Linked DNA regions of Ovis aries: region 1 is linked to region 2. Evidence: chromatin contacts called from public Hi-C data. All regions are on one chromosome and are shown on one strand. The core of a region is the stretch at or near the end of the contact, and the rest is flanking DNA. Distances in the headings are between cores, read along the strand shown. Region 1 has its middle 16 kb from the start of AHSG. Region 2 has its middle 6.2 kb from the start of ADIPOQ.

What was found. A called contact is a pair of places that touch in the nucleus more often than the background predicts.
Region 1: a contact with region 2 is called in a Hi-C map of hypothalamus, with 4 times the contacts expected there. The contact joins two enhancer-like sites. A contact is called at or near these places in 8 of 16 Hi-C or Micro-C datasets (blood, hypothalamus, liver and 3 more).

What each region holds. Positions count from the first base shown.
Region 1 is chr1:201,399,005-201,403,816 of ARS-UI_Ramb_v3.0, forward strand. No RefSeq gene overlaps it. Among named protein-coding and RNA genes, the nearest start is that of AHSG, 16 kb to the left of the region's middle. Within about 2 kb of position 1,552, at least 7 of the 54 cell types and tissues checked have an H3K27ac peak or open chromatin away from gene starts, as enhancers often do. A contact at or near this core is called in hypothalamus, where this site is marked.
Region 2 is chr1:201,205,657-201,211,196 of ARS-UI_Ramb_v3.0, forward strand. No RefSeq gene overlaps it. Among named protein-coding and RNA genes, the nearest start is that of ADIPOQ, 6.2 kb to the left of the region's middle. Within about 2 kb of position 4,160, at least 5 of the 54 cell types and tissues checked have an H3K27ac peak or open chromatin away from gene starts, as enhancers often do. A contact at or near this core is called in hypothalamus, where this site is marked.

The sequences.
Region 1 (4,812 bases), core at 302-2,801, 190 kb after region 2:
AAGGACTCACCAGGGTCTGGCCTGTCACTGCACACACTCACCCATCAACAGTCATGTCTTGGCCCTGCTCTTCTAGGTTTCCATGCACATTTCTCACAGATTCCTCCTTCATGGAATATTCTCAGGACTCAGCCTGGCTCTGCCTATCCAGGCCCTTCAGCCATCGCTCTTGCCCATGGCAATTACAAACAACACGCATCTTCCATGCAAGCTGCCCCTTCAATGCGGGTCCATAGAGTGACCAACCGTCCTGGCTTGATGAAGGGGTCCATGGGGTCGCAAAGAGTTGGACATGACCGAGGGACTGAAGAACAAACCCCTCCAGAGTGGACAGCACCTTCTCCTGGAAATAAAGAAACCGTCTCAAAAATGTTTCTTATGGGCCTGGGCTTTCCCTCTGGAGGTTTTTTGCAATCAGGCTCAGGCACACAACCCATGGACCCCAAGTTTCATTCTGGAATTTGAAACTTCTAATTCTAAGACCAGAAACTAACAAGGATGAGTTGGTCACCCTGGTGCTGGTACAGGTCACACCAAGTACTGTGAGTCTTGACTTTCAGAATTCCAGCAGCATAGGCCCAAGAAATTTAAGGCTTCCTGCTGTATTAACACCCTGACAGATGGTACACCACAGGTCAATTCTGGAGCCACCTGTGTTTATTTCTTATAAGACTCTGTGGTTGGTTTGCTTTTCCCTCTTTTAACCTTTAGTACTGTTGACCTGAAACAAGTGAACTACCAGATATTTCTCCAGCAAAGATGGATTGCTGGGTCAGCAGAGAATTGGAGTTCGGAGCCTGAAACCAAGGCGAGGTACATACAAGTCCCAGCATGGCAAGGGAAGGAGAACACTTTTATAGAGAGGAAAAGGAATTTGGGAGGGCTGTGGTAAACAAATAGTCCATGGCTTTTCATCAGCTGAGTCCTTACTGGGAAAGAAGAGGAGTCTTTCTTCTTCCAGTTGGTCTATGCTGTCATCTCAGGGCATGAGAACTTCAAACAGTCTGATTTTAAGATCAGACCAAAGTTCCAAACAGTAACTCACATAGAGAATAAAGCTTTAACCAGAAAGATGAAACCTTTAAATAGATCCTAAATAAAGGAGAGCTTTAAACACAAGGGAGTGTGAGGTCAGATCCAAGAGAAAGATGTACCTTCCGACTCCAGGTTCATGAGAAAAGCAGTAAGCCACTCTGGGCTCAAGTGTGGATACCATACCTATTTGTTTAGCAGTCCTGGAACCACTGAAAGTCTTTCCTGGTCCCTGTTCATGCCACCAAAATATTGACTGAAACAAATAGACTGCTAGATATTTCTCCAGCAAAGATGGGTTTATTCTGACCAGTAGAGAATTACATTTCATTGTCTGCAACCAGGGTGAGCTACAGGCTAGTCCCAAACAGCAAGGGAAGGAGAACGCTTTCATTAAGAGTGAAAGGAAGTTGGAAGGGTTGTAGTAAGCAAGAAGTCCATGGTTTCCCACTGACTGAGTCCTTGCTAGGAAAGAGAAATCTTGCTTACTCTGGGGATCTGCTGTCCTCCCAGAGCGTGAGAGTGCCCCCTTCTGGTCTCCTAACTCTATTTGCAGTTTCTCTATTAATGTTTTATAGTACACCCCCTCCTGGCAGTTCCTGTCTTTCTGGCCGTGGAGCTCACTGAGAATGTAGGGTCAGTTTCCATCCGCTCTTTGCAGAAATCCTTCAGCAGGGACATTTCTGGTTTTTTTTCAGAGTGGGGAGTACTACAGGGTCAGAAATCCACACATTAGCAGGTCAATGAATGTTTTACACTGGTTGACACTAGGGGAAGATAACCTGTTAAGGTTTCAAAAATACAATGTTTTACCAGAAGTGCAAATTTCTTCAAAAAAAGTTTAATTGTATTTATTTCATAATAGTAAATAATAACTGTCTTCACTCAGGCTGCTATAACAAATTACCATAAATTGGGTGGCTTAAACAGCAGACATGTATTTCTCACAGTTCCAGAGGTTGAGAAGTCCAAGGTGTTGGCAGATCCAGTGTCCGGTGAGGGCACGCTTCCTGGTTTGCAGATGGCTGTCTTCTTCTTGTATCCTCACATGGTGGAAAGAGAGATCTTCTCTCACATCTCTATAAGGCACTAATCCCATTTATAAGGGTTCCATCCTCATGACCTTGTTACCTTCTGAAAACTCTACTTCTGAATACCATCACTAGGCATTAGGGCTGAAATCTATGAGTTTGGTGGTTGGAGGAGAATTAAGGGCCACAAACATCCAGTCCACAGTGATAACTAATATTTAAAGAGTATTTGCTGCATACCAGGTACTTTGCCAAGTACTTTTAAGTACATCGTGTTGTGTATCTTCAGAATATGATGTAGGTCAGGAGACTGAGGCTCAGAGAGGTTCAGATACTTCTCCGAGGTCACATTGCTGATAATGGGAAGATCTGGGCTTTGAATTCAGACAGTCTCACTGCAGAGTCAGCACTTGGATTCAGAACCGCAGACCTGGAGCTAAGCAGGATCACACTCAAGCAAATTGAGAACATTGCAATTTCATAGACAGTGTTCTGGGCAATTGTGGAGCGAGCGTTATCAGTCAGGGTGCATCTCCTTCCTGAACCTATGTCTTCCTGGACCTACATCTGTATCACTGATGGGGCTCTCAGTTTCTATAGCAAGAGTTAAGTAAAAGATAAACATAGCTGTACATTGAATGAATCCAAGAATTGCCCAGAGTTTGGCCAGTCCGAGATTCTATGGTCATTCTGGATTTATATGCTGTCACCAAAATTCCAGGGACCACACGCCCATGGCTTACACGTAGCCAAGGATCCGTCTCAGCTCAGCCAGTTTCTCTAGAAAGTGAGCCACGCTGACTAGATCTAGGCTTGAAACTTCAAAGAAATGTAAAACAAAGACCATCAAAGAAATGTAAAGACAACTCATAGTGTGGTACTTCGTAACAGTTTGAGTTTGCATCTCCTTTTTGATCAAATTCTTGGCATGCACACACATCTTGGAGTAACTGTGTTTTGAGTTCTTCCCTAGAGTTTTAGGTTCAAATGTGACATTTTGCATGTTTTCCAAGTTTTCTGCACTGAACATGAATTATATGGGGTCAGGGGTCAGTGTGGGAACCCCTTGCACTAGATTGTGAGCGCCCCCCCCTCACCCCGTGCTGAGAAGCATATTTGAGCACCTTACACACACCTATCCTCGGCACCTTGCACAGCACTTGGCAGCTGGTGGGGATGAATTCAGTGATCACACTATGGCAAGTCCTGAGGGCTACCAGAAGATGCAATTGACTTTAAGGACTTTCCTTGTGCTATTTGGTTTAAAACACAATTGTGCTATGCTTCGTCGCTCAGTTGTGTCTGACCCTCTGTGACCCCATGGACTGTAGCCCGCCAGGCTCCTCTCTGTTCATGGGGATTCTCCAGGCAAGAACGCTGGAGTGGGTTGCCATGCCCTCCTCCAGGGAAACACAACTAGTAGTCCTCTTTTCCCAGAACCAGGTTCTGAGAGGTTTCAGCTATGGGAATGAAAGGAACCAGACCTGTCCTCTTGACAACAGTCTCCGGTTTGAGTGTCCACAGCTCCAATCAGCATCCTTCATGTTCTCATGGAAGGTCACTGACGTGTAACCCACATTTTTCAGGCCCCCCCCCCCCCCACCAAGCAGAGAAGGGGATAACCCCATGGACTAGAATGGTGCTACCTTTGGCTCAGGTCCCATTTCCAAGACTCCTGCTCCCAGAATCTTCCCTTCCTGGGTGGCAGGGACAGGGAGGTGCTCATGGATGTGCAGATAGTCCCTTCATTCTTCTTAACTTTCGCTGCCCTCTTTCATGCTGCAAGAGCACCATGAGGCTTCTCCATTGCTGCTCTAACATCCCTGGCTCATGGTTACTGCTCTTATGTTTATCTCATGTGATCTCCCGGGCAAATTGTATTTTCTTAAAAAAAGGGGGGGGCACAGCAGTATATGCAGATCTCTGTACTCTTTCAGAACCTGAAGAGTCTTTCATCAAAAGGTTGAGTCTAATTTCTCTCCCCTGGAATATGGGTGAGCCTTTGTGGATGCCACGAATAGAAAGAATATGGAGAAAAGATGCTGCGTGACTTAGGAGGCTAGGTCATACAAAGAAATAAAGCTTTTCCTTTCTTTTGTCTTTTGAAACATGTGTTTTGGTAAGCCCTGAACTGACATAGAGGAAGGGCAGCTATGCTAAAGCTGCCATGCAGCCAAGGTTACATGGGGATAAAAATTCCCAAGAAGCCTCATTGTTCCAGCCACTAGCTGCTTGAATCCTCCCAGGGTCAACTATTAGAAATGTGAATAGAGCTTTCAGACAACTCCAGTCCCCAGGTTTTGAGCTGTCCCTGTAGACACCACATGCACAAAGGAGCTGTCTTCATCAAGTCCATCCCATACTGCGGGCTTGCAATAAAAATAAATGTTGCTATTTCAAGCTGCTCAGTTTGGCGTAATTTGATCCCGGCAATAGTAACTGGGGTATCACCATTAACAGCATCATCAGGCTGCTCACCTGGCTTCCTTCTTGTTGCAGTTGGTGAGCAGAATTAGGGGAAGTTTCTTGCTCCCACCAGTGTCAAAATTCTTTTATCAAACCTCAAAACATGGAGACATCTAACTCATACCATTTGGAGACTTACAGCTTCATATAGTGGTCCTGATGGTATAAAACTTCGAATCAACTGATTCTTTAGTTGGTTACAGTTTTGCGTGCTCAATAGTTTCAGTTGTGTTCGACTCTTTGCAACCCCGTGGACTGTAGCCCACCAGGATCTTCTGTCCAT
Region 2 (5,540 bases), core at 2,910-5,409:
TGATCATTGTGTGTGTTTATTCTTTATCAGGAGAAAGTATCCTCTTGGCCAATGAAAATAGCATGATGCAAAGCTCTAATATATAAGTAGTAAAGTCATATCTGAAAGTTTATCCACTTATAAAGCTTGATATTTGAGTAAACATGTAATTGGGAGACTGTATTTAAAAAAACTTTCCAACCCCATATTCTGACACGGAACTCGGCATACAAGAGGACTCCATATACGTTGGCTAAGTCCAGAATTGCTACTGTGGCAATGAGGACTCTGGACCTGGAGTTGGGAAACCTGAATTCCAGTCTCTGCTTCACTACAGGCTGGTTGGATGACCATGCTATGTATTAATGGCCTAGTAGCTGGGAAATGGCCTCCATTATTAGGGACTATAATTCCTACCACCCCTTAAAGCTAGGAGTTAGGATATGACAAAATGTTCACCCATAGAATATTAGAGACTCAGCTACTCCTGGCTGAATCTTAAAATATTACACCTATGATTCTTCAATTTCTTCCCTAACAGTGAACAGGAGTGAAGATATGCCTATGACCCAGTTTTTTGAGGATTTTTTTTTTTTAGAATTACATATCACTTTTCCCCCAAGTTTATTGAGGAATTATTGAAAAATATGATCGTATATATTTAAAGTATACAATCTGATGATTTGATATATGTATGCACTGTGAAATGGTTATCAAGATAATTAACACCTCCTTCACCAGAGTTAACTATTTTTGTGTGTGCCTGGTGAAAATGTTTAAGACCTACTCTCAGCAACTTCCAAGTATACAACACGTATTATTAACTAGAGGCCCATGACCCAGTTTTGGTCATACAGGCAAAGATGATGTTCTAGGGGATGGTGGAAAAACCAGAGGAAAGAAATCTGAGAGTCCCAAATGACTGTGTGGAACAGAACAGTCTTCCTACCTGCCCTGGACTGTTAGCTGAGATAGAAATAAACCTATCAAGTCATTATATTGTTGGGTTGTTGTTGCAGCAGCTTACTATTCTACTTGGCCTGTGATATCCCACAAAGAAAACTGTTTGCAAAGAGTCTGGGAAATAAAGGGTATACTAAAAGCATGCAGGTTTCCCTTCTACAGGACTTCTCTGCACCTGGATAAATGTTTCCTTTTCTCCTGTATATTGCAACTTGAGGGAAAAAACTGCTGATCTCTTGTATCCTCTTACTGTTTCTGAAAAACACATCTGGAAAATGCTGACTTAGATGATTTCTATTTCCTCTAAATATTGCATAACGCATGGCTAGTGTTAGTAGGAATTCCGAACAGTATCAAATTTTCCACAATCAAGGATGCCTTTAGTCTAACTAGTTTTCTCAGAGCATGTTATCTCTAGGATAACAGAGGCAACATTATCTCTAGGGACAACAGGCAACATTATAAAATCATAAAGAATATGAATAATTTTCCAAAAGCTTTAGGGGAAAAAAAGGTTTAGGAGATTTTGATCTCATTGTTCTGTAATCTTTCTTACCTAATCAAACGGAAAGATGACAGAAGTTTTACCCACAGAGGAGTATCTTTTTTGTTGTTATTTTTGGTTTTACTTTCAAAGGGCTTGGAAAAGGTTTTGCAACCAATTCATTCAGTAGCCTGGGTGACCTGGGCAGCTACTGTGTATAAGGGCCTGGAGAAGAGTACTCAGGGCCCATGGGGATCAGTGGGAGGACAGAATGGCCCTGTCCCAGAGCACCTGAGGCCAGCACCTGGGGGACGTCAGCAGTGGTGACTGGGAGTGAAATGGCTCCTCTGGCAGCCAGTCTGTGACAGGTTTGTGGAGAGGGTCTTCCTGAAACCTCCCTTCCTGGCTGGGAGGTTTGAGCACTTCGCGTTCTTCCAGTGCCATCAAGTGTGGCCGTTTTTGTAGATTTATAAAATGGCTGAGGTCCAAAAGAATGAGAGTTTCAGGCTGTTTCCGTAGTGTGCGACTAGCCACCAGATGGTCAAAAGTATTTAAGGGAATCCAAGCGATGTGTTTGGGCTTCCCAGGTGGCTCAGTGGCAAAGAACTCTCCTGCCAGTGCAAGAGACACAGGAGACGTGGGTCTGATGCCTGGGTCGGGAAGATCCCCTGGAGGACGAAACGGCAACCCACTTCAGTATTCATGCCTGGGAAATCCCATGGACAAGAGGAACTTGGCGGGCTACAGTCCATAGTGTCAGAAAGAGTCAGACACAGCTGAGAGACCGAGCATGCATGCATGCAAGCAACGTGTTTTCTGAGGCTAGTAGTCAGAATCCTGAGGATTCCTCTGTCCAGATGGAGCTCTTACATATTCTTACTGAGAAATGTATTAGCGTGATTGACAAGATAATTGGAGAGACGAAAGCAGAGAAGTCCGCTGGGAAATCTATGTGTTCAAAACTGACTATATGAACATATGTTATAAAAAATGTGAAAATATGCCATTGTAGATTATGCTAGAGTACACTGTCTTTTGACCTGGTAGATTGACCTGGTAACTTATACATGTCCAATGTTGTTAATGCAGCAGTGGGCTCTGAGTGCTTAGAAAAACCCCCAATCTGTTGACCCACAAGCTTGAATTGGATCTAAAACAGGTTTTTCCCCCTCCCTTTAGGGAAGGAATCTGCGCAACCTTTCAAGGGTTTCTGAATGCAGGTGGAGGATGTTAGGAGTGGTTTGCCAAGACCCCACTCCCATCATCTTGGTCTGCAGAACTCCCCTGAGGAATCCTGCTGCAGAGCTCCTTTGCTCTGCTCTGCTTCCTCTCCAACTACACTTCACAGCTGGCTGGCCTAACTGTCCTTCTTCCCTGCAGTTCACAAAGCAACAATCAGAGGTGGAGAGGGAAGGACTCACCTCCAAGGGTTAAGTAGAGGAGTGAAAGGATCAGGGACACAGCCAGGAAGGGGCTGGAGAATTCCAGACATGGCAAGTCAGATGGTCTTCTAAACCGTGGTTGGAACAGTCCGCTCAGGAAGAGCCCTGACTGCTGGTGTTGCTTCCTAGCTTCATGCACACTGGCTGTGAGGACCGAAGGAGGCCATGTCTGTCAAGCACCAGGGCCAGCCTTTAATGACAGTGTCTTTCTGAACCCTATGGCCCAATGGTCTTGGCCAATACATCCTCCCTGGTGTGTATACATTGCTCCTCCGTGCACAGATGTCCCTCTCTTTCCTCTCCACTTGGAGAAAATACTTGCTCCAGAAGACCCAGCTCACCCCTTCCCTGACTGCATCAGGAAGAGGAAGTGGCAAGGTTCTGTGCCCCCACAGTATTTGTCACACCATGTCACAATGATCCGTTTCCACATCCATCTCCCCCAACCAGACTGAGAGTTTCCCGTTCATCTTCATCCCTGCCTGGTGTCTCCTGGTTGCAAGTTCCTTTCTTAGGATGGGGTTAGCCAGGAAATAGGCATTGAATTAAATGAGTGAATGCATACATAAATAAGTAAATATTCTTACAGTCAAAATGGAACAATGTGGATTGGAAAATAATGCAAATAGAAGGAAATAAAATTTCCCAAATTGGGGAAGAACTTTGTTTTAGTGTGCAAATAATAAATATTGTATCCAACCAATTTGAAACACACTCTACTGAGACATTGGGGAAGAACTTTGTTTTAGTGTGCAAATAATAAATATTGTATCCAACCAATTTGAAACACACTCTACTGAGACAGATACTTCGTTGTTAGGAAAGGGAGCATGAGTGGGTGAATTCACAATCATAGCTTAACGTTCTGAAAAATTTCAAACACTCTGCTGAACAACTGTGCCTAGGAGCCCCTCTCTGACAGTCTGTCCCTTAGTTTCTGCTCTTTTTTGGCCACAGTTAAAGGGCTTCTTTGTGAACACACTATTTCTATTTTCTTGAATTCTACAGTGATGTTCCTGAGTCTCATGGGAGACAGCCCCCAGCTGCCTCCTGACCCAATCCATTCCAGGAACAAATCAGGCGACCGAAGATTCAGCCAGATCCCTCATCCAGTAAACAGAGAAAATCAAAACACCCTAACAATTCCCAAACTATTGATTACTAAATCCAAAACTACCTCTAAAACTAAACAACTCCAGAGCTCAGGATGCTGGTTAGTAGCCATGATCGCTCAGCTCTCCACCTACCCTCTGCTCTCTGCTTTGTGGTTGGGGCCATTCACCGCCTTTGCCAGCTGCTCCCAAGTCAGCCTCTGACAACAGTGCTGAGGAGCGGAGGCTGGAGGAGGGGAAAGGGCTGTGTTTCTCCTTGGGTGCCTGGGTTCCCTTCAGTATTGCCCTAGCAACTGGCCTCCACCCGGAGAGCCGTAGACAGCTCCAGGACCTGAGGTTTACCATTTCCCCAACACTTCACTAACCAGCCTCATCATACCCCATCCTCCAGCACCAGCTGGCAGTGCCCCTACCCCAGAGCTCTGAATCCAGTTCCCAGGCCTGTCTCCGAGTCCCTAGGACACCTGTTCCACTGGGCAGTGCTGCCTCCTCAGAGGGCTACCCCCAGCCGTGTGGGGCCACCAACCTCTTCCCTGTTTTCCCTGAGACTTTGGGCTGCACTATACTTCATTATTTTTTTGTTTTGCCTTTTTCATTTTCCAATAGCTGAGTAAAAATTCTTTATTTAAATGTATTAAATGTTTTCTGTTATACCCAGTATGGAGTCTCTATCAGATTGGACTCTGACAGTAACTCTAAAGCTAAATAATTTTAAAAATAAATAAATTTTAAAATCAATTAAGTAAAAATAAAGAACGGAAAAAATTTTAATTTAAAAAGTTAAGAAATTGACAATTAATAGCTCTGAAGATAACTTAAAACTAAATAGGTGAAAACGTATGACAAAATTTAGAGAAAATTTTAAAAAACTGAAATTAAGTCTAATAAAATAAAATTTACTTGAAAATAAATAATTCAAAAATAAATAACTAAAAACTAAATCTTTCAAACATAAAACAAAATTACATATGTCAAAAGTAAATAAAAATGGATTTAAAAAACTAAAAATAACTCAAAATTACAATAAAATGAAGAGAAACTGAAAAATAACTCAGACACTAAGTCTAAAAATGAATAATTTTAAGTATTAACAAATAATTATCAAAGCTAATTCAAAAATAACTGAAGGTAAGTAACTGATAATGACCTTTGAAAAAAAGTAAGTTTGAAAATAAGATGAAAACTACAAAATCAAATAACTAGAAATCTAAAGAACTAAATGGGCTTCCTAGGTGACTCAGTGGTAAAGAACCGGCCTGTCAATGCAGGAGACACTGGGTTTGATCCCTGCTGGAGAGAGGCATGGCAACCCACTCCAGTATTCTTGCCTGGAGAATCCCATGGACAGAGGAGCCTGGCAGACCACAGTCCTGCTGCTGCTGCTGCTGCTAAGTCGCTTCAGTCGTGTCCGATTCGCTGCGACCCCGTAGATGACAGCCCACCAGGCTCCCCCGTCCCTGGGATTCTCCAGGCAAGAACTCTGCAGTGGGTTGCCATTTCCTTCTCCAGTGCGTGAAAGTGAAGTCGCTCAGTCGTGTCCGACTCTTAGCGACGCCGTGG